Regions from separate parts of the Sus scrofa genome. Here regions 1 and 3 are each linked to region 2. Evidence: chromatin contacts called from public HiChIP or PLAC-seq data. All regions are on one chromosome and are shown on one strand. The core of a region is the stretch at or near the end of the contact, and the rest is flanking DNA. Distances in the headings are between cores, read along the strand shown. Region 1 holds the start of ACAP2 (arf-GAP with coiled-coil, ANK repeat and PH domain-containing protein 2). Region 2 holds the start of ATP13A3 (probable cation-transporting ATPase 13A3). Region 3 holds the start of XXYLT1 (xyloside xylosyltransferase 1).

Region 1 (3,274 bases), core at 389-2,888, 960 kb before region 2:
ATCATTGTAACAATGTTGTGTGTGTGTGTGTATATATATGATATATGTAGTATATAATAATCTGTATTATTGTATATATAGATTAGTTGTCATGCATTAGGAATACAATTTAATGTAGAAATGGCTAACTCCCTAAACTTGACATAGAAGTTACAAATCTTGAAAAGGTTGTCTTGACCAACTGAAGTGTCTGAGGACATTGAAGGTTTAACTGTCAATAGTTTCTAGTTGTTAAGAGAAGCTGTGTAGATTCTAGGAATATGGAATTCAATTAAAAAAAAAGAAACCAAGTTCATAACCCAAGAAGAAACATAACGCTTGTATGTTATTTGAAATGTCTCAAAATTATGCTGTTAATTTCTAAAGGAGATCAAGATATAACCATAGGTTTTGAAAAGAGCATGCCATCATGCAATACTTAGCCACATTGTCAAAAGCGTTATATAATATATGACTTCAGGCAGTGGAAGTGAGAAGACTTAACCTTTGGTTATTGTACTGAAGAAGAAAGTGGTCCAATTATGATAACAGCCAACATTTACTGAATGATTACTATGTGGCACTGTGCCTTTAGTGTTTATATCTATTCGGCCTCAGGACAACTCTATGAGATTCGTGGTATTACCTTCATTTTGCAGTGGAAAAGCTAGCAGACAAATCCAGGAAGTCTACCTCCAGAGCCACTATGCTGTTTGAGCACCCTCCCTGTGTATATTTATGGATATGCTTTTTAGGTTGGGTTTAAAAGTATATACTTAAAGAAAATATCTCCATGGTACTTCTTAAAATTGATGACATCTAAGAATCAGAAGTATGAGGTTGTGGGATTATTGTTAGGATCAGATGATGAATATCTGATTTTTCTAGCAGTGGCTCGTAGAAAAATCGTGGATCAGAGGGCAGGTGCTGCAGGTTGGAGTAAGTGAGTCTGCAATTCTCACAACCCTATCATCTTGGAACTGGCAAAGGCTACTGAGAAAGGCGTCAGTAAGGAGGAATGTCTTCTGTGGTTTTGAAAGTGGTTCCTCCACACGAAACGCCCTACCTTTCATACCTGTCTAAATCCTTCTGATCTTTTCATGACTACTCCAAATAACCAGAACCTTCAAAAGTAGTCTCTGATTATATGAAAATATATACATGGGTGATACTTCCAAATTATTAAGTGATGAAGCCAGTAAGTGAGAGATGTATTTTACCGAGGGAGTTACCCTCGCGCCTCTCCTGGCCTCAGTTTCTCTAAAGTGACAGGAAGTAGTGGCCCAGCCAACCTCTTCCTTTTATAATTTATACTCTTAACCTTTTCAGATTTCTGCCAAAGCTGCCTTAAAAAGCGACTCTCCTTCCTCAGACCTGCAGGAGGCGGCCCCTCCGCGTCAGCAGCTCAGCAGGGCGGGGCTGGAAAAGCTGGAGAAGAGGCGGGGGCTCCGGGGGAAGCTCGGCGCGCAGCCACGTGACTTCCTTCCCTAGGAGCCTCAGCCGCCGGCCTCCCAGCAACCGGTGCGTCCCGCCTAACGACGCCTGGCCCTCCGGGACGTAAGTGGCCAGAAGGCTCCCACGGTCGCGCTGCTCATTGGCTCGCGTTGCCGTCGCTCAGGCGCGTTGCCCGAGCGCCCGCAGGCGGTGCTACCGGAAGCCCCGCCTACTGGCCGCCTGTTCGTGGCTGGCTGGCGGAGGCTGTCACTCCCAGGCGGTTTCCCTGAAGACCGGGCTCTGCTGGGGGCGGGAGGAAGAGGGGCCGGACTGGGGCCTGAAGAGCCTTCGCTGAAGCCGCCGTTTTCGCGGCTGCTATGATCAGCGGACTAGGCGCCCTCCGCAGTTCCGCGCAGCGCTAGTCGCGGCCGTGCGCTCGCCGTCGCCGTCTGGGTCCCCAGTGCGGCCGCTCCGGCGGCTCCCTCGGCTCTTCCAAGGCTAGGCGAGGCGGAGGCAGGATGAAGATGACTGTGGATTTCGAGGAGTGTCTGAAGGACTCTCCCCGCTTCAGGTAACCAGCGCGGCCGCCCAGCTCTGGGCCGACGTCACCCGGAGCTGCCTTCCCCAGCGGTGGGGGCGTGAAAGCCGACCCGCGAAACGCTCAGTGGGGCCATTCAGTCCGCGCCCTCCGACGGGGCGGCCGGCCGTTGCGGCCGCTCCCGATCCTGGTTTGTGTGTGTGTGTGTGGGGGGGGCGGTGTGCGGCGGCGGCACTACAGCCCCGACAGTCCCTTAGCAAGGGGCGAGGCTGGTCCAGGAGGGGGACGTCTCCTCTTTATCCCCCTTCCTCGCCCTCTGGCCGGGGCGGAGCACCGGAGAGGCCGAGAGCACCGCCTCGGAGGAACTGGGGTGCAACCGCGTCCCCGAAGACTCGTGCCCTTTGCTGGTGCGCGCTCTCGTCCCCTTCCTCTTGCCTCTCATCCTTTCCCCTTCCTTCCGCTCCTTTTTCGTTTCCACCCCACCCCAACCCCTCTTTGAGGGAGCTTGCTGGGCACCCTCCTGCAGTTCACTTAGTTCCTCTTTGCGCTTTTCCGCTCCCCTTACCCCGGGGAGTAGGGAGTGGGGGTCAGTTGGGGACCTCGACTTCTGCTGCTGGCGTGTCCCCTGCCTGGGGGACCCTTAGGAAGGCGCTGGCGGTTGATTTGCACGGGAGTCCAAGGGTGGGAGTGCTTTGACCAACGGCATTCTATCGACCGCGGTCCGAGACTATAGGCTTTTTTTTTTCCCACTTAAGCTCTTTGAAGGTGGCACCGCTGCCGAGAGGTGCTGGGCTCTGAAGGGTGAAGACTAGGAGAAAGAGTGCATATCTGTTTTGAAAACGGAAGTAGGAGGACCCTGAAGATTGTATTTCTGTTCCTCTTCCAGCAGCGTCGGCCCGAGAGGGCCGGGATCACACTCGGATGCTCCCTGTGCATCTGTCACAGAAACTGACGTGGTGGCACTCTGATTCACTTGGGCTGGCCTCCCTCCCTTGAGAGGCGGCGGTCCTGAGTGAGAGTGTCTACAGCACGGGCTCTTTCGGTTTCGTGCATCGTAGGAAACTCAAGAATTGTTTTGGAGAATGGAGTTTTACTAGGTTGTCTTTTACAGCGCTTTCGTAGGATTGTCCTTAGGCCTTAAAAATAAGGCCTTCAAACTTCCGTTAGATTGTGACATGTCTTGAAAGCGTCCCTTGAACATTGATGTGTGTGTGTGTGCCCGCTGATCTCTGGGCCAAGCCTCGGTAGTAAATTCCTGCATCCTCTCCCTGGGAACTAGCTGTTCTCATCGTTATCGCTGTTAATTTGATTTGCCATTTTCTT
Region 2 (3,028 bases), core at 381-2,880:
GCCCAACACTTCCACACTCCTTATCTCATTTAATCATTTGAACACCGTCAGGGTGGAATCAAACCGTGAGACTGAGCCCAGGGGTGGGGAAGAGAGAGCTGTAGATCCATCTCAGTCCAGTGCGTGGTCCAAGCCAAAGGGTGCGAGGAAGTGCTCGGAAACCGTCCAGCTCCAAACAACCTCGGGGGCCAGGAGCAGCGTGTTCCAGGCTCTCTATAAGGTGACATTGGTGACTTGACTTGGGATGTGTGCTGCTCCAAATGAGGTGTCACCAAGTGTCGCGTACCAAAGGTGGTAGCTCCCCCCATTCACCCCAAGAAGTGTCTTTAAATGCTATGAACCAGAGCCTGAATGCTCCCTGCCCCTGGCGAAGCGTGCCCAAGTGCAGTGCACCAGAGGTCGTGGTCTCCTCCTTTCTTACGCTTGAGCAGCTAGGAATTCTGTTAGCCGTAAGGTGAACGACAAAAAAATGGCCCTGCTCCAAGGTCACGGGCAAGGGAGTCTCAGCGCCAAAAGATGGCGGGCGCGTCATCGAAGGGTCTCCGCGAAAACCAGACTCGCGATTTGTACATCCGGCCGGGGCCCTGCTCAGAGATAAATCTTCTGCGGAGGGAAGTATTTAATTTACATCCAGCGCTGTCGGAAGGAACTCCTTACCGCTAGAAGCGGTGGAATGGAAGCGTGGGAACTTTCTCTTGGGTACACTTACTAGTCCTCCGCCCGAGGCCTGGCGCGCGGAGCCGGTGGTTAAAAGAGAATTACAGCTTTTTGCTTGTTTTTTTTTTTTTTTTTTTTTTTTTTGGATTGGGGAGGGGACTACTAAGGAATGAAAGGGACCTGGATTGGGAGCCACAATCTGGCTTCCTCTCTAGCATTTTCGTACAAGGTTCCTCCGTGACCTTGACTCTGGGCAAGTTAGGTTAGGCCCCTCGCAGGGACTTAGTTTCCCTCTTCATAAAATGCGGACTTGGACTGTGAGCTGGTATTTGCACGGCCAGGTTGGTAAATTCCACCTCCTACCGCCAAAAAAAATGCCGTTCTCGCTTAGTAACACCCCGCACCCCAACCTCGAGCCCCCCTGTAGTGCCCTCCCTCCCCCTTTCTTTTCTCCTCCCGCCTGGGGGTGAGGGAGCTAAAGGGGAGGTGGTGGGCGTGGCCCGAATCTCGGCCCGCCCACCCACCGGTCCCGCCCCTCCTGACGTCCCCTTTGCGCCCCTCCGCCCTCGGCGTTGGATGAGGCAATCACGTGACCTCACATCCGGCGCGGGAGTCCCGAGCTCCCCGTGAGCGCTCCCCCGCCCGCCTGCGGGCTCTCCCGGCAGAGCGATCCAGGCGCCACAGCGGAGGGGAGGGGGGTTCGCTACGTCGCTGGCGGCGAGAGGCCGTTTGGGAGTGCAGACCGCCCCCCTCCCCTGCCTGCCTTCCCTTGCCGCCCGCCCTTGTTCTCGCCCTGCTCCGGCTGCACGCCGCAGCCGCGCGCGCGCCGAGGAAGAGAGCGCGGACGCCCCTGCGCCCCGGCTCGGCCCGGGCCCCGCCGCGGCGCCTCCCTCCCCTAACCCCGAGCCGCAGCGCGCGGCGGCGGCGGCGCCTCGAGCTCGAGCGACCCGCGGCCGCCGGCGCTGGCCGAGGGCGATGGGGCTGGGCTGAGGCGAGGCGGCGGCGGCGACAGCGGCGGGCCCTGGCCCCGGCCCCCGCGGCCCTTTGGCTGCTCCGGCCGGGAGGCCGCCGAGGAGACAGCGCCGCGGCGCCCGGTGAGTGGTCCCGGCTTCCCCGGGGCGCTGGAAGGCAGGGTGAACGGAGCGTGTAGCCGGTGGGTGGAGGTGATGGGGGAGGTTGGAGGAGGTGAATGGTATTGTCGGGGGTGGCGGGTACCAGGTGAGCTCTCGGTCGGCCTCCTCGGGCCGGAATTGGGCATCACTTCTCCTGGAAGGCGTGTGTGCGGAGGGGAGCGCTAAGACTGCGGAATGTCTGTCTGGGACAGGTGAGGCGAGAAGGAGGGCTCCACGTTGTGGGTGTGAAGGCCTGGTTGGGTCACGCCACTTGGGAAGAAGGCGAGTGTGTGTTGGGATTTGGGAGTGGGACGGTCGTCCAGCCCTTTTAGAAAGTTCAGGAGATGGTGAGGTCGAAGGTAAGGTATTAGAAGGGAGCTTGGATGGGTTTGTACGAGTGCTGACTGAGGAATCTTGAATTCGTCCTTAGCCACGGAGTAGTAGAGCTCCTTGCCAATTACCGCATTAAGCTAAGTGAGGCCCAGAGAGGAAAAGTGACTTATGACTTATCTAAGGCCTCTCACTTTGACTCTGTGATAGAACTAGAAAAACCCAAGGCCCTGTCTTCCATTACTTCATGGCCACTCTCTTTATACCCTTTCCTTCTCCCCACACCATGTGCACAGTGCGGTTCTGGTGGATGTGTGATCTCTTTGGGGTGGGGGGAGTGGTGCTGAGGGAATCTAATTGGGGGTTGACAGTAATTCAGAGCTTCTCCATTTGGAAAGATTTTGTGACAGGTGTTTATCATTACCTCTTCCCATAGATCTGACAGAAACATCCTTGGATCTTGGTGTCTGGACATAGGAGGTATGAATCACTCACATAATTAACTACTTTTAATCATCAGTGTTTTAGAGCTATATTTAGCGGTTATATTAGTACAAAACGAATGGGTATGGAGTGGTAAACCTAGAAACAGAAACCTGTGTTTCCTACACATGATCCCAAACTAAATGAGTAGAACATTTGTGTATGTAATGACTATTTTAGCTCTATGAGTCAGGAAGTTAGAATTTTTAAGAAATCTAACAAATGCTGGAAGGTTAAAGATCATTGCAGAATGAACACTGTTCTGAAGGCTTTGTTGCTAAATTGAAGGTATTCTGATTGGAGATTGTCTTTTGAAGGGCAGTTACTTAGTTAAAAGTGCTCTCTGCCCTTGGTTTGAATTCATCCTCTTTACCAAGTCACATGTGTTAATTTTGTTTCACTGGAATATGTGTTGTATTTTGCTCTTAGGAGGATTGTTGCTTGGC
Region 3 (3,285 bases), core at 776-3,275, 790 kb before region 2:
TTGTTCACTTTTATTCATAAATTCCAGGAGTAGTGATCTTACAAAGGTTTGAAAAATAAAATATTTGTTGAATGGATTATAAAATAAGTGGCAGGGAAAAAAACCCACCTTATTGATGGTGTGTGTGTGGGGGGTGACTAAAAGGCACAAGTCCAGAATTATCTCTCCCTTATAAATGAACAATAGTTAGAATGTAATAATACAGCAGTAGCACTCTGCTTTGGGGATTCTGTGGTACATGTAATAAAGTCTTAGTAGAGATTTGGGATTTAGTATTGTAAATACTCTAGAGAAGCTATGATTGCTAAATTATATTTTGCACTTGTTGGATCTCTAGACTTCGTTTTAGAATTTGGTGTTTAGGGAGTTCCCATCATGGCACAGTGGAAACAAATCCAACTAGGAACCAGGGGGTTGTGGGTTCAATCCTTGGCCTTACTGGTAGGTTAAGGATCCGGGGTTTCTGTGAACTGTGGTGTAAATCGCAGATTCTGCTTGGATCTGGTGTTGCTGTGGCTGTGGAGCTACATAGCTGGGAGCTACATAGGCTGGCAGCTACAGCTCCGATTGGACCCCTAGCGTGGAAATGGTAAGACTTGGGTAAGGATCCTGGCTCCATTATTTGTTAGTCAACTACATTTGGGGAGTTAGTTTCTCTAAATCTCATGTTCCTCAATTGTCAAGTGCAAATAACACTGCTTCTTAATGTTGTGAGGATTAAATGAACTAAAGTAAAACCCTGTTATTCAAGCAAGTTCACTCTGCTATTGCGGTCCCCACTCTGCCCCGCAAGGTGAGTAGTATGTTGAGTTTGTTGCCAAGACTGCTTCGGAAGTCCAGTATTATTCAGATAAATGTTGCTCCAGTTGAAAAGAACAAGAGTTAAAAATGAGATGAATTGTGTTCTGGGAACCCAGTTGAGAAATAATGGGATGTTACAATAAATGGGCGGAGGGAATTTGTGTGTGCCTGTGTTTTCACCTGCACCTCTTTCAAGCATGCAGACCCTTGTGCATGTTTACTTATGTAGTTGGCAGTGTCCAACTATACTGTCAAAACTGCCACTGTGTGACCTTGGACGAGTGACCTCAGCTGTGCCTCAGTTAGGAATTTCCTGGAGTTCCTGTTGTGGTTCAGTGGGTTAAGGACTTGATGTTGTTTCTGTGAGGATGCAGGTTTGATCTCTGGTCTTGCTCAGTGGGTTAAGGATCCCACCTTCCTGCAAGCTGTGGTCACTGCTGTGCTGCTGTTTCCATCTCTGGCCCCAGAGCTTCCACATGCTACAGGTGTAGCCAAAAGGAAAAAGAATTTGCAAAATTACCTGTTACATATTAAGTCTTTTTTAAAATGTTTAAGTTTTTGTTTTGTGTTTTGTGTGTGTGTGTGTGTGTGTGTGTGTGTGTGTGTGTGTGTGTGTGTGTTTAAGGAGTATCACGATCTTTGGTATTACTCCCCTTCAGAGCTCTGGGCTCCTCTAAATTTTGGGCATTTGGGCCCCCCTGGTGGCCACACCTTTAAATTGCTTCCAGTGGGCCTCAGAGTTGCAAGTGAGGTGGGCAGGCGATTTACACCTTGGTTGTCATTCCACCTTCACTGAGAATGGGGAAGGAGTGGCCAGTGTAAATTCTTTAGCCCCAGCTAAACTCCAAGGTGTGAAAGGAGTCAGAGAGAGGACTTGAGGCCTTCAAGAAATTAGAGGAATAACGGTATAAGAGAAAAATGTTTTTTGCCCAATTTAGTCTTTTGAGTAGCCGAGGGCTTAGCTTTGGTTTCTAGCGTCTGGGGCTGGGCACTTAAGAGGGCCATTTTTCACAGACGGTATAGCCAGCTGGCCTCTCTGTCTTGGTCCTCACCAGATCCTCTGACCACCTGGGGGATGGGGGTCGGGGGTCGGGAGTGAATCCCGTGAACTCGCGGCACATCTCGGCTGTAATCCTTCCGAGCCTAGGACCCAGCGGCTGCAGGACAGCCCTGGCCCCGCCTCTCGAGCATCAGCGCTCGTGGATTGGCCCTCGGCAGCAAGGCTCCGCCCCCGCCATGGCTGCCGCCCGCCGACTGAGCTACTAAGTGGCTGCCGGGGTATTGGTCTCCGCTGCAGTTTCCCGGCTGCTCTGTGTCGGCGGGCTGGTGGCGCATGGGTCTCCTCCGAGGCGTGCCCCCATGCGCTCGGGCCATGGCACGCCTGGGCGCTGTGCGCTCCCACTATTGTGCGCTGCTCCTGGCCGCGGCGCTTGCGGTCTGTGCCTTTTACTACCTCGGCTCCGGCCGGGAGACCTTCTCCAGCGCCACCAAGAGGCTGAAGGAGGCCCGCGCCGGGGCCCCAGCCGTGCCCTCGCCGCCGGTGCTGGAGGTGGCGCGGGGCTCCGTGGCGCCAGCCCTGGGTGCTAAGGCCAAGAGCCTGGAGAGCGGCGGGGCTGGGCCGGTGGACTACCACCTGCTGATGATGTTCACCAAGGCGGAACACAATGCCGCGCTGCAGGCCAAGGCTCGCATCGCGCTCCGCTCCCTGCTGCGCCTTGCTAAGTTCGAGGCGAATGAGGTGCTTAACCTGCACTTCGTGAGCGAGGAGGCCAGCCGCGAGGTGGCCAAGGCCCTGCTGCGAGAGCTGCTGCCGCCCGCCGCCGGCTTCAAGTGCAAGGTGAGCAGGGGCCTCAGCTGGAGGCTCCGGGCGGGTGGCTCTGTCAGTGCGCGCGCCCCACCAGGCTCAGGGGGTCGGGAGGGAGGCGACTTCGCTGCGCTGCCTACTGTCAACGCCAACTCGCACCCTCTCCCCGAAGTGGACTGGAGGCATCGTCGGGGGCGTGTCCGGGTGGGTGCCTCGGCGTTAGCTGACTACCCTGACCTGGTATCCCCCTTTAACTGTGGCCCCCTTGAGAATCGGCACGCCCCTTCCTTACTAGCGTTGCAGGGTTCACTGGTGAGTGCCTTCCAGTCTGCCCCTCTTTTTAATCTCCTCCAGTCTTTGGCTTTTGAGGATGGAACAGGTCATTTGAAGCACCAGTATTCTTCTGCTGCAGAATCTGATAGACAGGGTCGTAGGCCTCTTGAATTCTTGAAGTTACAGTGGCATTTCTCATAGCTCCAAGGTATCTCAGTCGGAACTGGTCAAGCTCCAGTGTGAACCACCTCATCTCCTTTATGTGTCCCTTCTCCCCCACCCTCTAGGGTCATGAGCTCATTTAGAGAAGCAGAGGGTTCTTCCCAGGGAGGAAGAGAACGCTCCAGGAGGTACAGATAAGATCTGGGGAGAGCAGGGCAGAGCTAGTCATTGGACCAACCTGCCTC

The links. HiChIP or PLAC-seq counts read pairs in DNA pulled down with a chosen protein or histone mark.
Region 1: an H3K27ac HiChIP or PLAC-seq map of alveolar macrophages shows a contact between it and region 2. The contact joins the promoter of ACAP2 here to the promoter of ATP13A3 in region 2. A contact is called at or near these places in 2 of 47 Hi-C or Micro-C datasets (liver and retroperitoneal adipose tissue) and 1 of 2 datasets of contacts at active chromatin or transcription factors (alveolar macrophages).
Region 3: a contact with region 2 is called in an H3K27ac HiChIP or PLAC-seq map of alveolar macrophages. The contact joins the promoter of XXYLT1 here to the promoter of ATP13A3 in region 2. A contact is called at or near these places in 2 of 47 Hi-C or Micro-C datasets (mesenteric adipose tissue and subcutaneous adipose tissue) and 1 of 2 datasets of contacts at active chromatin or transcription factors (alveolar macrophages).

Annotation. Positions count from the first base shown.
Region 1 is chr13:132,429,806-132,433,079 of Sscrofa11.1, reverse strand. It overlaps ACAP2 (arf-GAP with coiled-coil, ANK repeat and PH domain-containing protein 2), which reads left to right and starts at 1,638. Exons shown (of 25, transcript XR_002337844.1): 1 at 1,638-1,984.
Region 2 is chr13:131,474,707-131,477,734 of Sscrofa11.1, reverse strand. It overlaps ATP13A3 (probable cation-transporting ATPase 13A3), which reads left to right and starts at 1,630. Exons shown (of 34, transcript XM_021070069.1): 1 at 1,630-1,751; 2 at 2,536-2,579.
Region 3 is chr13:132,268,726-132,272,010 of Sscrofa11.1, reverse strand. XXYLT1 (xyloside xylosyltransferase 1) reads left to right here and starts at 2,025. Exons shown (of 4, transcript XM_021070076.1): 1 at 2,025-2,638. The coding sequence starts at 2,135.